Regions from separate parts of the Mus musculus genome. Here region 2 is linked to region 1. The links are chromatin contacts, called in public HiChIP or PLAC-seq maps. All regions are on one chromosome and are shown on one strand. Each heading gives the region's core, a stretch centred on a gene start, on an enhancer-like site or on the middle of the called end of the contact. The rest is flanking DNA. Distances are from core to core; before and after follow the strand shown.

The links. HiChIP or PLAC-seq counts read pairs in DNA pulled down with a chosen protein or histone mark.
Region 2: an H3K4me3 HiChIP or PLAC-seq map of embryonic stem cells shows a contact between it and region 1, with 19 read pairs. The contact joins two enhancer-like sites. A contact is called at or near these places in 7 of 39 promoter capture datasets (the HPC-7 cell line, cranial neural crest, embryonic stem cells and 4 more), 5 of 484 Hi-C or Micro-C datasets (the Ba/F3 cell line, CD4 T cells, bone marrow-derived macrophages and 2 more), 5 of 115 datasets of contacts at active chromatin or transcription factors (embryonic stem cells, pancreatic cancer cells and vascular smooth muscle cells) and 1 of 9 other capture datasets (embryonic stem cells).

The regions. Positions count from the first base shown.
Region 1 is chr4:135,016,910-135,023,776 of GRCm38.p6, reverse strand. No RefSeq gene overlaps it. Among named protein-coding and RNA genes, the nearest start is that of Gm42327, 31 kb to the left of the region's middle. Within about 2 kb of position 3,351, at least 44 of the 459 cell types and tissues checked have an H3K27ac peak or open chromatin away from gene starts, as enhancers often do. A contact at or near this core is called in the Ba/F3 cell line, the HPC-7 cell line and embryonic stem cells, where this site is marked.
Region 2 is chr4:135,289,561-135,296,427 of GRCm38.p6, reverse strand. It overlaps the pseudogene Gm12983. Among named protein-coding and RNA genes, the nearest start is that of Gm30701, 5.3 kb to the left of the region's middle. Within about 2 kb of position 3,422, at least 154 of the 459 cell types and tissues checked have an H3K27ac peak or open chromatin away from gene starts, as enhancers often do. A contact at or near this core is called in the Ba/F3 cell line, the HPC-7 cell line and embryonic stem cells, where this site is marked.

The DNA of each region.
Region 1 (6,867 bases), core at 2,102-4,601:
CCCAGGGTGGAGATGGCCATGTTCCCTTCGCCTAAGTAACTGTCCCATGGGTTGACTTTGTTTCCTTTTTTAAAAAAAATTATTTTGTTTTTTAATATTTGTTTAGGTTTATTTGTGTTATGTGCACATGTGTTTTGCCTGCATGTATGTATATGCACCTCCTGTGTTCCTGGAACCTATGGAGGTCAGAAGAGGACTTCCCTGGAGCTGGAGTGGCAGATGGCTGCAAGCCAGGCGGGCACAGGGAACCTTTTCAAGAGCAACAAGTGCTCTTAACCATGGCACCAGCTCTCCAGCCTGAATATTTTATTTTTAATTAAATGTATGTGTGTTTGGGTGAGTGCACCGTGTGTGCGCAGTACCTGTGTTGGCCAGAAGAGGGCATCAGATTTCCCTGGAGCTAAAGTTACAGGCAGTTGTGAGCCTCCCAGCATGGGTAACTGGGAACTGAATTCGGGTCCTCTGGAAGACAGCAAGCACTCTTAGCTGCTGGGCTGTGTCCCTGTCACTCCCTGTGGGTTGGTTTTAATGGTGTGAACCGAAAACCAACAACAGAATGTACCCTCCCTCTGTGAGCTTGCTGGATCCTTGGCACTGACATACAAAATGAAATATAACTCCTCCTCTCTCCAAACCTCAGTTTCCCCTCTGACCTCTGCCTCCCTTCCCCCACTCCCCAACTCCTGTCCCCCCACCAGATTCCAGCAGTGACTGGAGGGGCCTCTGCATTTTTGTTTGAACACCATGGCCTCCAATTCAAAGGGATAGGTGCCCAGCAGGCCTAGACTTTGCAGACACAGCAGAGGGGCCCAAAGTCTGGGTGCTGGGCAGTCCTGCTGGGGCTTTGGGGGAGGACCTGGAGTCCAGACTACAGCTCAGAGTAGTTTCAGGGTCCTTGAAGAGGTAAGAATAGGCCTGAGGACTGAGACCTGTGACAAGACCTGCTGTTATGCCACTGTGTAACCCTGTGCTAGATACCTCTCATCTCTGGGCCCCTCTTAGAAGATTCTGACTGTAGGTCTGAAAAAGAAACAGTTTTTACAACCTGCTAGGTCTGGGATTTGCTTTGATCAAGACACATCTTAAAAAAAAAAAAGATATATTTTTATGTGAAGTATTCAGCAGGAGCCTCATATAGACCAGGAGCAAGTGGCTGGGTGTGGCAGATACCCAGATGCTCTGCTGGGAAGGGACCTGGGGTTTCAAGGTGATTTGGCTAATGTCTGGAGATGCAAAGAAGACAGGAGAGATATAGTCGCTCTGAGAGTCAGAGTGGGAACAGGGACAACGAAAGTCCCTGCTTATGGGCACGGATGAAACGTTTCGCATGGCATCTGGCATTGACTCTGAAAGTGAGCTCTACTCTGAGCTGCGAGCAGCCCTCAGCCCTCAAGAAGTGACTGCTGTATGCAAGGTGGGTAGAGGGATCTGGGAGAGTGAGCGCAATGGGGGGCCTGCAAAGGAAAGCAGGGATGGGTTGGGGCAAGTGACACGCCTAAGGCTGCAGGACAGATGCTGTAGAGTGAGAGGCAGCAAGTGACCTCCCCAGAGCACGGGTCCCCTGCGGGTCCAGAAGGGGAGGAGCAAAACTGAGTCAGTGCATCAGACTGGGTTTGACTGCTCCTGCAAACCTCAGAGACCGTGGGCCGAACAAGAGGAAGGTGTGCTGAGTAGCTTTATGTCAACTTGACACGAGCTGTAGACATCTGAGAGGAGGGAGTCTAAGTTGGGAAAATGCCTTCGTAAGATCAGGCTGTGGGCTAACCTGTAGCACATTTTCTTAATTAGTCATTGATGTGGGCGGGTCCAGTCCGTTGTGGGCGGATCCATCCCTGGGATGCTGGTCCTTGGTTCTATAACAAGCAGGCTGAGCAAACCAGTGAGCAGCAACCTTCCATGGCTCCTGCCTTCAGGTCCTTGCCATGTCTAAGTTCCTGTCCTGACTTCCTCTGATGATGAACAGCAATGTGGAAGTGTGAAACAAATAAACCCATTCCTCCCTAAGTTTGGTCATGGTTTTTCTTTACAGCAACGGTAACCCTGACTACAACAGAAGGTTTGTGTCCCATTGGTCAGGAAGCAAGGGCTCAAGTGTAGAAGCTGATGGTGCCGCATCTCTGTTTCTTATTTCTTTCTCCTTTGCCAGCCTCAGTACATGGCTTCATCTTTGCTATAGGTAACTTCGTGTTCCAAAATGGCGGCTGATGCTTCAGTTATCAGGTCTGAATTCCAGATGTGAAGACAGGGCCACGGATATACTCAACTAGCCAACACTGAGCTGACAGACAGATGGACTTGGAAATGTGACTTTTAGGGCTGAAGATGTTGGTAGAGTGTGCTTAGCATGTGTGGGGCCCTGGTGGCTCCCAAGTGCTGCATACACACATACATATAGGGGGTGAGGGAAATGCATACATGCATATGGGATGAGGGGCATGCCTATAATGTCAGCACTGGGGAGATGGATGCAGGGGGATCAGAAGTTAGGGTCATCTTGAGCTACAAAGCGACCCAATGAGGCCACCATGAACTACACAAAACCCTGCCGCAAAAATACACCAAACAAACAAAAAGCCAGAAAAGCAAAGAAGCTAGAGTAAGCAGAAAAATGGGCATGCTAGCTTCTGCTGGGGGTCCTGTGTCTGCCCTTCAGAACAAAACCTGCCCAGTGTCATGCCTTCCATATGACCACCCTTCTCCTCCAGGTCAGCTGTCCCGAGTCCTCACCCACCCCTTAGAGCACAGGCCGATAGGACATGGGCTGACAGAATCACTCACAGTGTGCCTGCTCCCTGGGGTCTCAGCTGGGGCTGGAGGAGTGAGGACCCCCAGCTCAGCCACCAGCAAGAGAACAACTCCAGGAAGGAGCAGGAGCCATGGGGCCCAGAGAGGAGAGGAAGGAGAGGTAGCTGGAGGGACTGGAACAAACGAGCTCACTAAGGCTTTCTGGTTTGGGAAGGAGGGAGAGGCGCTGGGCAGAAGGCTGGGGAGGTTTAGCTAATTTGACCCACCTGTTCTGGCTACACAGCCTGCTGACCTATCCAAAGGGAAACTGTTGCCTTTCCAGTTGCTTTGGTCTGATCTGGAATGCTCTAAGACTCCTCATAGCTAGTCAGTGGTTTCCCAGAATTCCACTGTTCCTCTTTCTAAACAATTTTTTAAATTCTGTGTGTGGGCACGTAGAGTCCAGAGGATGGCATAAGATCCTGGAGTTAGCGTTGTGAGCCACCGGGCATGGGTGCTGGGAATCAGACTTGTCCTCTGGGACGGCAGCAAGCATCCCTAGTTGCTGAGTCACTTAAGCAGCTCCTACTCCTCTTTTTGAAATGCTATAGAGCCCCACCCCACCCTACCCCATTTCACCAGCTGTGACTATGGCTGCTGTGAGCACTGCCCTGCCCCACCCCACACCCCGCCCCACCCACCCCACCAGCTCTCTACTACAATGGCTGCTGTAAGGCCTCTTTGGAAGTTCATAAAGCATGAAGATGGGGGTCCAGCGGGGAGTCCTGATTCTCTCCAACCCAACTCTTCACCTTCTTGGACCTGCCATTTCTTCTAAACCATATTTGGTCTCTGTGTTGCCAAGAAAGGTTTGTAGAGAAAACCAGTGTGGGCTGAGTGAATGCCCAACATGGTGTGGACAGCAGCTCAGGGGCCTCCATCCTCTCAGGTCCCCAAGAGGCCTGAGGACAGCTGTCATGCAGCCTGAGTGTGCCCTTTCCAGGAACTCACCAGAGACGCCTCACCAGGAAGGAAGGAAGAAGAGGAGGAGGAGGAATAGAAGGAGGGGGAGGACAAAGAGGAAGAGGCAGAGGAAGAGGAGAAGGAAGAGGGAAGGAAGAGAGGGAGGAGGAGGAGAGGGAGGAAGAGGCGCTACTCGTTGCCTACTGGTCCAGAGCTCCTCTACCAAGTGGGAGACAAAGAGAACTGTGGCCCCTTTTGTCAGCAACCCCAAGTTGGTGACAAACTCAGAGAGCATTCTTTTGTCTCCTCCCTGTCCAAACCCCTCTGATCTCTGGCCCAGCTCAGGTGGGGGCGGGGGGGGGGGGTGGTCCTGAGGCTCAGTCAGTGGAGGTAGAGGCAAGATCTGCATTTTAACAAATGCTAGCAAGCACCTGTCATGAAGCGGTCACCTGCCATTTCTTGAACGCCACTGGAGGAAGGAAAATTCAAAACTATAAGGCTAACCAGGGATTCAGGACTGTTGTTCCAGCTACTTAGGAAGCTGAGGCAGGGGGATTGGAAAGTCAAGGGCTGCAGAGCAAATCCAAGGCCAGTCTGGGCAAATCAATGAGACCGTGTGTGGAAATAGGGGCCTGCCTAGCATGGGTAAAGCCCCGAGTTTCATGGCCAACACTGTAGCACAATGTCACTTTGTGTCTGACTTGAGATGTGACTCATGCTGAGAGACACTGTCTGTATAATGAGGTGTCTGTGGGCTGTTTGCAGCTTTAGCTTTTATCTTTCATTGCATCTCCTAGATCATCTGCAATAAGCACCAGTTATTTTTAGTCAGAGCAGAACATGTGAGCCCTTTGTTGGGGACTCTGCCCACAAGAGCTAGCTGACCCTGCTCCCTAACTCTGGCCTCATGGAGGCTTGGCTCTTTGCTGTTGCCACACTTGTCCCCCAGCTCCCCACAAAAAGGCCTGACCTGGGACTTCTGGTTCAGATCCTTCCAGGTGCCCTCACAGGTAGCGTACTCTCTTCCACGAGCAGACCTGCAGCCAACAGGACCTTGTCAAGTGTGCAACACCATGGACGCCACCAGTGTTCTTCAGCTCAGAAGCCTTGGTCACGCCTGAGCTCTGCCCAAGCCTGCTGCTCTGCCCCTATGCCAGGTTCTGGGGTGATCCAGCCTGCCCTCAATACCCACCAGCCTGTCCAGTATCACAGAACAACCCTGGGTGGTTCTATACTGAATGTCCTTCTTTCATTGTGAGCTATGCTGGCTGTAAATGTGAACACAGGTTTGCAGGGTCTAGAGAGGCAACTTCTTCATGCTCACAGCCATGACGAATCAACAAGTAGGCTCCTTGTTCTGACATGGTCTTGCAGGGAGACCGTACCCAAATCAACCCAGCATCTCTGCATCGATAGACAATTCTGTCCAGTAATGAAACTGCTTTAAAGAGAGGTGGCAGATACCGGACACGCCTGCTGTGCCCTCCATGGCTTCACCCTGACAGACATTACTAATGAATCTTAGGATCCTTTGCTGTGGAGTCAAATCCATACCTCAGAATTTGTCTTAACACTGTGTACCAAGCAAAACAAACATTCAAGGCAAAAGCAGTTTACTTTTGTAACAAACTAGCTGATTAAAATGTAAAAAACCGTCAATCCTCAGTTCTCCAAGCTGAAGAACAGTGGTCAACACAGTGAACTGAGATGAGTTTTGGGTAAGAGTCCGCATTAAAGCCTGTTCGGAAGTCAGACTTCCTGCAGCCACCAACCATCATAAGCCAACTCCAGACCAACTACTTCCACCTTCCTGGAACCGACCGCTGGTCATTCGGCTGGCGCCCCCTACTGTCCAACAGTCTTTACTGCAAGTTTTCCATTTCCCCTCCTAGAGGAAGCACACACTGGCATGATCCCCGCACTGGGCCACACTGTCTCCTACTAACTGGGGAGGGCGGGGAGGAGGGGGTGGTTCTGTGTGACCCTGCTCTGTGTCTTCCCTTCCTCACCACATGTCATTCACACAGAGTTCTGTGGTCCATCCTCAGTTGGTAAACTCAGACCACCTGAGGAGAGGAGCCTGGTTCTTGGTCACACAAGTCCAGGACAAAACCAGGACTCGGAACTCTATAGTCCCAAATTTATGCTTTCTTTAGCGCCTTACCCTGTTCCTCCTCTCAAAAAAAGGCAGAAAAGCAGCCACCTTGGGCTCTGGAGCCCCTGGGATCCCCCAGGGCCTTCATCTATTTCCAGGTTGGCCTGGAACTGTGGAGAGATCTCTCTGGGGCAGTCCTCAGTCCCATGCCAGGGGCATCCCTTCCCCCACTTCTCTGAGCTCATCTCTTCACATGCTGGTGTGGGGGTGGGGAAAGGTGTGGTGGGGTCCCTCAAATGTCACTTCTGCTAGGAGCCCATCTTCCACCACCTGCAGGTCACACCACACTCCTCACTCTCTGTCTGTGTGGCCCTGAACATAGGGCAGGCACCCGATAATTACTTGTTGACTGGATAAATTAAGACCTCAAAACGGGAATAACAAAGGAGTCATGGACTGGGAACCAATGGGTTCGGGAATCGAGACTTGAGCTGGGTGTGGAGGCAAACACCTTTAATCCCAGCACTTGAGCAGGAGAGGAAGGCAGATTTCTGAGTTCGAGACCAGCCTGGTCTACATAGCCAGTTGCAGGACAGTCAGGACTACACAGAGAAACACCTCCTCTCCCTCTAGAAATAAATCTAGGTTTGGGGATACCCCCACTGTTGGGTAACCTTGGCAAATGTGTTAGTTACTCTACTCAGGGCTTAGACAAAAGTGACTTAAGAAAAGATCCAGTTTATTTGGGCTTAGAGTTCTAAGAGGCACAGTTTATCCTAGTGAGGAAGGTGTGGATGTGGGAACAAGAGTCACAGGACAGGTAGGAAGCCAAAAGTGACAAAGCTAGTGCTCGGCCCACTTCCTCCTTAGTGTGACGTCCTGGACCCCAATTCATGGGACGGTCCTACCCACATGTAGAGTGCATCTTCCCACCTGAATTGACCTAATCTAGAGGACTTCTCTCAGGCATAACCAGAGATTGGTTTCCATGGTGATTTTAAATTCTCATGAAGTTGACAATCGAGATCAGCATCATGAGTGGCAGCCTCTGAGCCTGGAAGTTTCTGGCAGGGAGACCCCTTTTG
Region 2 (6,867 bases), core at 2,173-4,672, 270 kb before region 1:
GAGGCAGGAGCAGACGTTGGTCCATCAGGGTTTGGGGTGGCCCACAGGAAGGGTAAGGGTAACTGGATATTTTTTTTAAAGATTTACTTATTTATTACATGTAACTACAATGTAGCTGTCTTCAGACACACCAGAAGAGGGTATCAGATTTGTTACAGATGGTTGTGAGCCACCATGTGGTTGCTGGGATTTGAACTCTGGACCTTTGGAAGAGCAGTCAGGTGCTCTTACCCACTGAGCCATCTCACCAGCCCGTGACTGGATATTCTTAAGAGTCTGTCTGAGCCCCCAAGTCACAGGCCTAGACAGACATTTCCAGTTAGAAGCCCAGGGTGCTCGACTATCAGCAAAAGCACTACATTTGAGTCACAACATGCCTCCAAGAAGGACAGGATCTCTGTGAGGCCAAACACTTCAGTTGCCAGCCATCTTGCCTGAGAAGATACCTGGAAGGAAGCCCCTGCTAGGAATTGAACTTGGGTCCTCTGGAAGAGCAGCCAGTACTGTTTTTTTTTTTGTTTGTTTTTTTGTTTTTTGTTTGTTTGTTTGTTTGTTTTCGAGACAGGGTTTCTCTGTATAGCCCTGGCTGCCCTGGAACTCACTTTGTAGACCAGGCTGGCCTCGAACTCAGAAATCCACCTGCCTCTGCCTCCCGAGTGCTAGGATTAAAGGCGTGCGCCACTACGCCCGGCCAGTACTGTTTTTTAAAAAAGATTTATTTATTATATATGAGTACACTGTTGCTGTCTTGAGACACACAAGAAGAGGACATCAGATCTCTTTACAGATGGTTCTGAGCCACCATGTGGTTGCTGGGAATTGAACTCAGGATCTCTGGAAGAGCAGTCAGTGCTCTTAACTGCTGGGCTATCTCTCCAGCCCGCAGCCAGTATTCTTAACCTCTGAGCTGTCTCATATTCTGTTTTAATCTTTACAAGGGCCAGAGAACTAGGTGCAGTTTTCAGATTTGAAAAGCGTAGAGGGAGGCTTAACACACAGTTAATTCAAATCCACACACTGAGTAGCTGAGATGGGAAAATGCAAGTCTCTCCCAAGAATGCCACAGAAAGGCTGTCACAGGTCACATCTCTCAAAGCAGGCAGGCGTGGGAAATGTGTGCCCATGCAGCCTCAGGACAGGCTCTGGCGTGCAGCAAGTACTTCACAGATTCAGGGTGAAGACCTGGAGAGATGGCCCAGCAGTTGAACACTTGCTGGTTTTTCCAGAGCACCCAGACTCAATTCCCAGAACCATCTGAGGACCATGGAATCCATAAGCCCACCTAGTGGCCAGGTCCTACCCCCCTGGGGCTAGAATGGCTGGTCCCAGCTCCCCAACCCCACCCCCGCTGCTCTAAAGGGCCATAATGGCCATTTCTAGTCCCTCAAGATGCAGGCAGCCAAGCTTCACCCTACAGAGATAAATAGATAAGTAAATAAATTAGGTCACAGAATCCCACCAATCCCGGGCCACCCTGGAACCCCTCCCCCCAAAATTCTATCTTACATAAAGCCTGCCTCTTGCTTAGTTGTTTGTTGCTTCTCTCAGAGCCGCGGTGGGCACCCTCAGGTGTCTTTCCCCATAAACCTCTTGTGTGAGGTTTGTTGTGTGGTGTGACTTGGTAGTATTTCTTGGCTCCCGACTGCCAGGATACCTTTTCTCTCAGAGCTGCTACGTCGAGAACGGCCTTGTGATGAGTGTGGTGCTGGAGTTTTCAAGGGTAGCCACTTTGACAGGCATTAAGTCAGGCAAGGGTTGTCTGACTTAACTGCTTCAACAAACCAGAAGATTAAGTAGTTATATAAGAGGTAATAAAAAAGAAGGACCTGGGCTTGGAGAGCCGGCTCAGTAGTTAAGAGCACCAACTGCTCTTCCAGAGGTCCTGAGCTCAAATCCCAGCAACCACATGGTGGTTCACAGCCATCTGTAATGAGATCTGACACCTCCTTCTGGTGTGTCTGAAGACAGCTACAGTGTACTCACATATGACAATAAATAAATCTTAAAAAAAAAGGAGGAAGGAAGGAAGAAAGAAAGAAAGAAAGAGAGAAAGAAAGAAAGGAAGGAAGAGAGGCTAGAGAGATGGCTCAGTGGCTAAGAGTGTTTACTGCTCTCAAAGAGGACCTGAATTTGGTTCCTAGCACTCACTTCAGAGAGCCTACAACTGCCTCTAACTCTGGCTCTGGAGGTTCTGATACAGTTAACACATCCTGCAAATGTAAAAATAGTCCTTTATGTGCCAATAATAATGACTCAGGTTTAAAGTTTGAACCCATATGACCTTGGGTGGGCATCTTTCCTTCCCGTAGATATTTCCTGAAACTCTCCAAACAGAACTTGAAGCTGTTTACAGTTAAAGATAGCCTACCTTCCTGTATCCCTATGGGTTGGTTTCTACCTCATCAATCTTAATCCTGTCAGATGCTGCCTTGGGAACCACCCAGTGACCTCACCTAGGTTTCTTAGCAACCAAAACCCTACAACATCCTACACATGACCATTGAAAAACACCAGGGGCTGGGATACCCCCCCCATGAGGTGCCTGGGCCCTCGCTTGCTCTGTCTTATTCTTCCTTGAAAGTCCCAGACTCTTGGTCTCCGGTGTGTCTCCCATCCTCTGAGTGTCTCTCTTTCTCCCAACCCTCAGGCTTCAAATATCTCATTAAAATCTCTTTGCTTCATATTAGCTAGTCCTGAGATTCCTTTTAGCACCAGAGCCGTCCATTCCGGTTTCCTTGAGTCAAGGTGCCTAGAAAACTACTCTGACTGCTGCGGGTGACAGTGGAGAGCAGGGAACAGTCTCAAGGAGATGCCGCGTGTGGGGATTGATGGACACAGTGTCTCAATCGAAGCCCGAGGAACCTTATGTCTCCTGCTCTGAGCTTTGATCCAAGAGTAGTGGATATTGGTGGCTGCCATCAACATCTTGGAGACAAAGTGTCCTGGAGCTTGCAAAAGAGAGAGAGAGAGAGAGAGAGAGAGAGAGAGAGAGAGAGAGAGAGAGAGAGAGAGACTAAGCAGGGTTTGTTAGCTCAAACCTGCAATCTCTGCATTTGGGAAGGCTGTGAGACAGGAGGATGTTTGAGAGTCTGCGGCCATTAGAGCAAACTTCAGGACGGCCTGTAGTACAGAGTGAGAGTCTGCATCAATACCAAACCAAACCAAAAAGTAACAGATTGGCCATGTGGGCAGAGGCAGGAGGATCTCTGAGTTTCAGAGTCAATTCCAGGACAGCCATGGCTACGCAGAGAAACTCTGTCTTGAAAAAAAAAAGTAAAGAACAAAAACCTAAAATACAAAAAAGAAGAAGAAGAAAAAGGAGGGGAGGGGAGGGGAGGAGAAAAATCAGTCTCTACACCAGCCGCTTATGATTGGGTGAGCTCAGTCATGTGGTCTACCCTGGACCAATGACAGTGCCTGAAACCTCTGGAGCCCAAAGATGGGTAGGAGTGAGCCCACCCCACTTCCCCATAGAGGGCTGGAGGGAGGGGGAGTTTGTTGGGAAGCCCCAAGGGGCCTGTGGATGGAGCTTTGAGAGCTAGTGACCCTTGTGGGCTGGAGCTAGGGTGGGAAGAACCTCGAGTTACACAAACAACTTAAGCGGCAAGGAGCTGCCCTGCACTCTGTGCTGTGGATCCCCGGAGGAAGTGGTTTATTTGGACTGAGGGTGGAGGTGTGTTTGCCAGAGATCCCTGGAGGCCTGAAACCTGAAACCTGAGAAAGACACGGAGCGTGGAGCGGCAGGGGGAGTATGGGAACAGGGTCAGAGGGGACAGCATGAGCAAAGGTCTATGGGCTTCAAACGCCAAGGCAGCGGGGAGTCTAGAAGTTGACGCCAGCCTCAGAGCCAGAATTGAAGCTGGGGCGTGGCTCAGCTAGAAGCGTGCTTGCCTAGAAGCCCTGGGTTCAATCTCTAGCACCTCATATGACAGGGGTGTGTACAGGAGGATCAGAAATTCAATGACGTCTTCATTTTCAGGTGAATTTAAAGCTAGCCTGAGATATCCCCGTGAGCTGTCTTAAAACAAGACTCGAGAGAACTTCAGTTTATATGCTAAGGGGTGTAGCCCAAAGATAGAGTACCTGTACTGCTACGCAAAAATTCCTGAGTTCTATCATCCTTGCTGTCACCTCCATGTGAGAGGGGAGAGGGTAACAACAGGGAACATGGCTGAATAAGTCCTGTGACAGCTTTATCTACTTGGGAAAACTGTTATTCCCCATAGAGACAGGAAGGTTAGGTGATTTTTCTCAGCTACACATTGGGTGGAGCTGAGCTTCAAATCCGGGTGGCTCCAGGGGGACTCAGGTCCCCACCTTGGCAGTAGGAAGGAGAGAGTACTTAGTTGCTCACACCAGGCGGGGACACATCCGGTACACAAGGAAAGAACGCCCCAGTTTGTCTCTGAGAGCTGAGAAGAAGTAAGAGAGATGTGTAGGCAAATCTAAGACGCTGGAGATAGTGGCTCAGAATCGCTCATTGTTTCAGATACCAGGCCAGCAGGAGGGGGCTGTAGAGGCTCAGCTCAAGAATGTCAGCTGTGACTGGTGTGGCAGCTTGGCCTCAAGAACAGATTTTACTTTCCCATGAACTTGTCCTCAAGAAAAAAACAAGAAAATTCATTGTTGATAGCCCTCTGGGGGCTGGGGAGGTGGCTCAGTGGGCAAGCACTAGGACCTGAGTTCGAATCCCCAGCGCACACATAAAAAGTCAGCCTGATGGTGGGCACAGCACGGACAGGTGAGTCCCTGGAGCTCATTGGCTGGCCAGCTTAGCCAATCTGTGAGCTCTAGGTGCAGGGAGAGCTTTTCTCTCAGAAAATAAGATGGAAAGCTGGCAAGATGGCTTAGCAGGTAAAGACACTTGCTGCCAACCTGTATGACCTGGGTTCCACCCCCCAAAACTCACATGGTGGAAGGAAGAACAGGCTCCTTTTGGCCTCCTCAGGGGTACCATGTCAGGTATGTGTGCAGACACTCAAGTGGAAACTTAAGGGTTCTTTGGAAAGTCGATTGGATGGTGGTTTGCTGGGGCAAACACGTGAAGGAACATTTCGTTAAAGTGGACACAGGTGTGAAAGGCTAAGGCAGACTCGGGGAGGAACGTTTCGCTGAAGCAGACACAGGAGACAGGATGTTCAGCTAAGGCAAGCACATGAAAGGACACGTGATGAAGGACTCTTTGCTGACAACATGAACTTATTGGTCCGCCTTACATTGCATAGTTGAGCTGCATTTGTCAGGACACCATAGAGAAAAACACACCCAAAAACTTATGGTGTGTGCTGCAGTTTCTTGCCTCCGCTTCCATACACTTGGGCTGACTGGCAGAGTGATGTCAGCTGAGGCAAGGCCTGTGCTGAGTCAAGGGAGGTGTAGGAGAACTTCTGGTGTCCTTCCAGGTCCCCCCTGCTGACTTGAGCGGAGGCTGAGGCCTGGCTGTCTCTGCTAGGTCATGCCGCTGCTATTGCTAACCTGATTCTACTGAGCTGGACTGCTGGTGTATCTGTGAGGTGTGTGTGAGTGGGTTGAGCTGTTGCTGCCTGCTAACCTATGAACTGAACTGCCGATTTCCAGACCACACAGAAGGGATTTGCTCCAAAGAACCTTTCTAAACAGGCCCACTTCCCCCATATCCTTTCTTTCCCACTACCTCTGGTGGGTGGTGGGCTAAAAGGGAAGTTAAAGCATTTAAGAACCATCATTAAGATTCAGCCGGTGGTCCGGGGAGACATACCTTCCACCTTAGACCATGGCCAAATTCATCTGCCACTTTGAGGAGAAGGCACCGTTGATGGTGGCCTTTGCCATGACTTACCTCGATTGGTCACATTTTGGCACTACGCCAAGGTTGCGATGGTTCCCCCCAACCCCTGGTGAAATCCCTATAGCTATTCAGAGTGTGAAAAAAATCATTCAAAGTGCTAAAACTGGTAGCTTCAAACACCTTACAGTGAAGGAAGCTGTGCTGAACGGTTTGGTGGCCACTAAGGTGTGGATGTGGTTTTATATCAGAGAGTTCATAGGCAAACGTGGCATTCATTGTTCGCTATGATGTCTGAAAACCAACCTTTAACTTCCGATTTGAGTTCTTATTTGAATGTTCTTGGACCATGTGTAACGGAACTGCTATCTGAATAAAATACTAGTTGTTGAAAAACAAACACACAAAAAAGAACCATCATTAAAAATAGGATTTGAGGGCTGGTGAGATGGCTCAGTGGGTAAGAGTACCTGACTGCTCTTCCAAAGGTCCAGTGTTCAAGTCCCAGCAACCACATGGTGGCTCACAACCATCCGTAACAAGATCTGAGGCTCTCTTCTGGTGTGTCTGAAGATAGCTACAGTGTACTTACATATAATAAATAAATAAATAAATCTTTAAAAAAAAATAGGATTTGAGCCAGGCAGTGTTGGCACATGCCTTTAATCCCAGCACTTGGGAGGCAGAGGCAGGTGGATTTCTGAGTTCGAGGCCAGCCTAGTCTACAGAGTGAGTTCAGGACAGCCAGGGCAACACAGAGAAACCCTGTCTCGAAAAAAAAAAATGAATTTGAAAAAAGTTAAAATTACACACAAACGCAAGTTAATAGATGTAATAATAATTAATATTAACATCAATATTAATATTTTATGTGTTATTATATATTATGTACAATTGATAATATAATTACTACTACTATTAATAGACATCTCAAAAAACAAGAAACTAAATAAATAAAAAATATGGATATTGAGTAGACACCTGATGTTGACCTCTGACCTCCCCACCTAGGTACACACAAATGCACCTCACACATACATTCCCAGCGCACAAACACACATGCAAGCAAGCAGATCCTCTGTGACTATATGTACACTAACCTA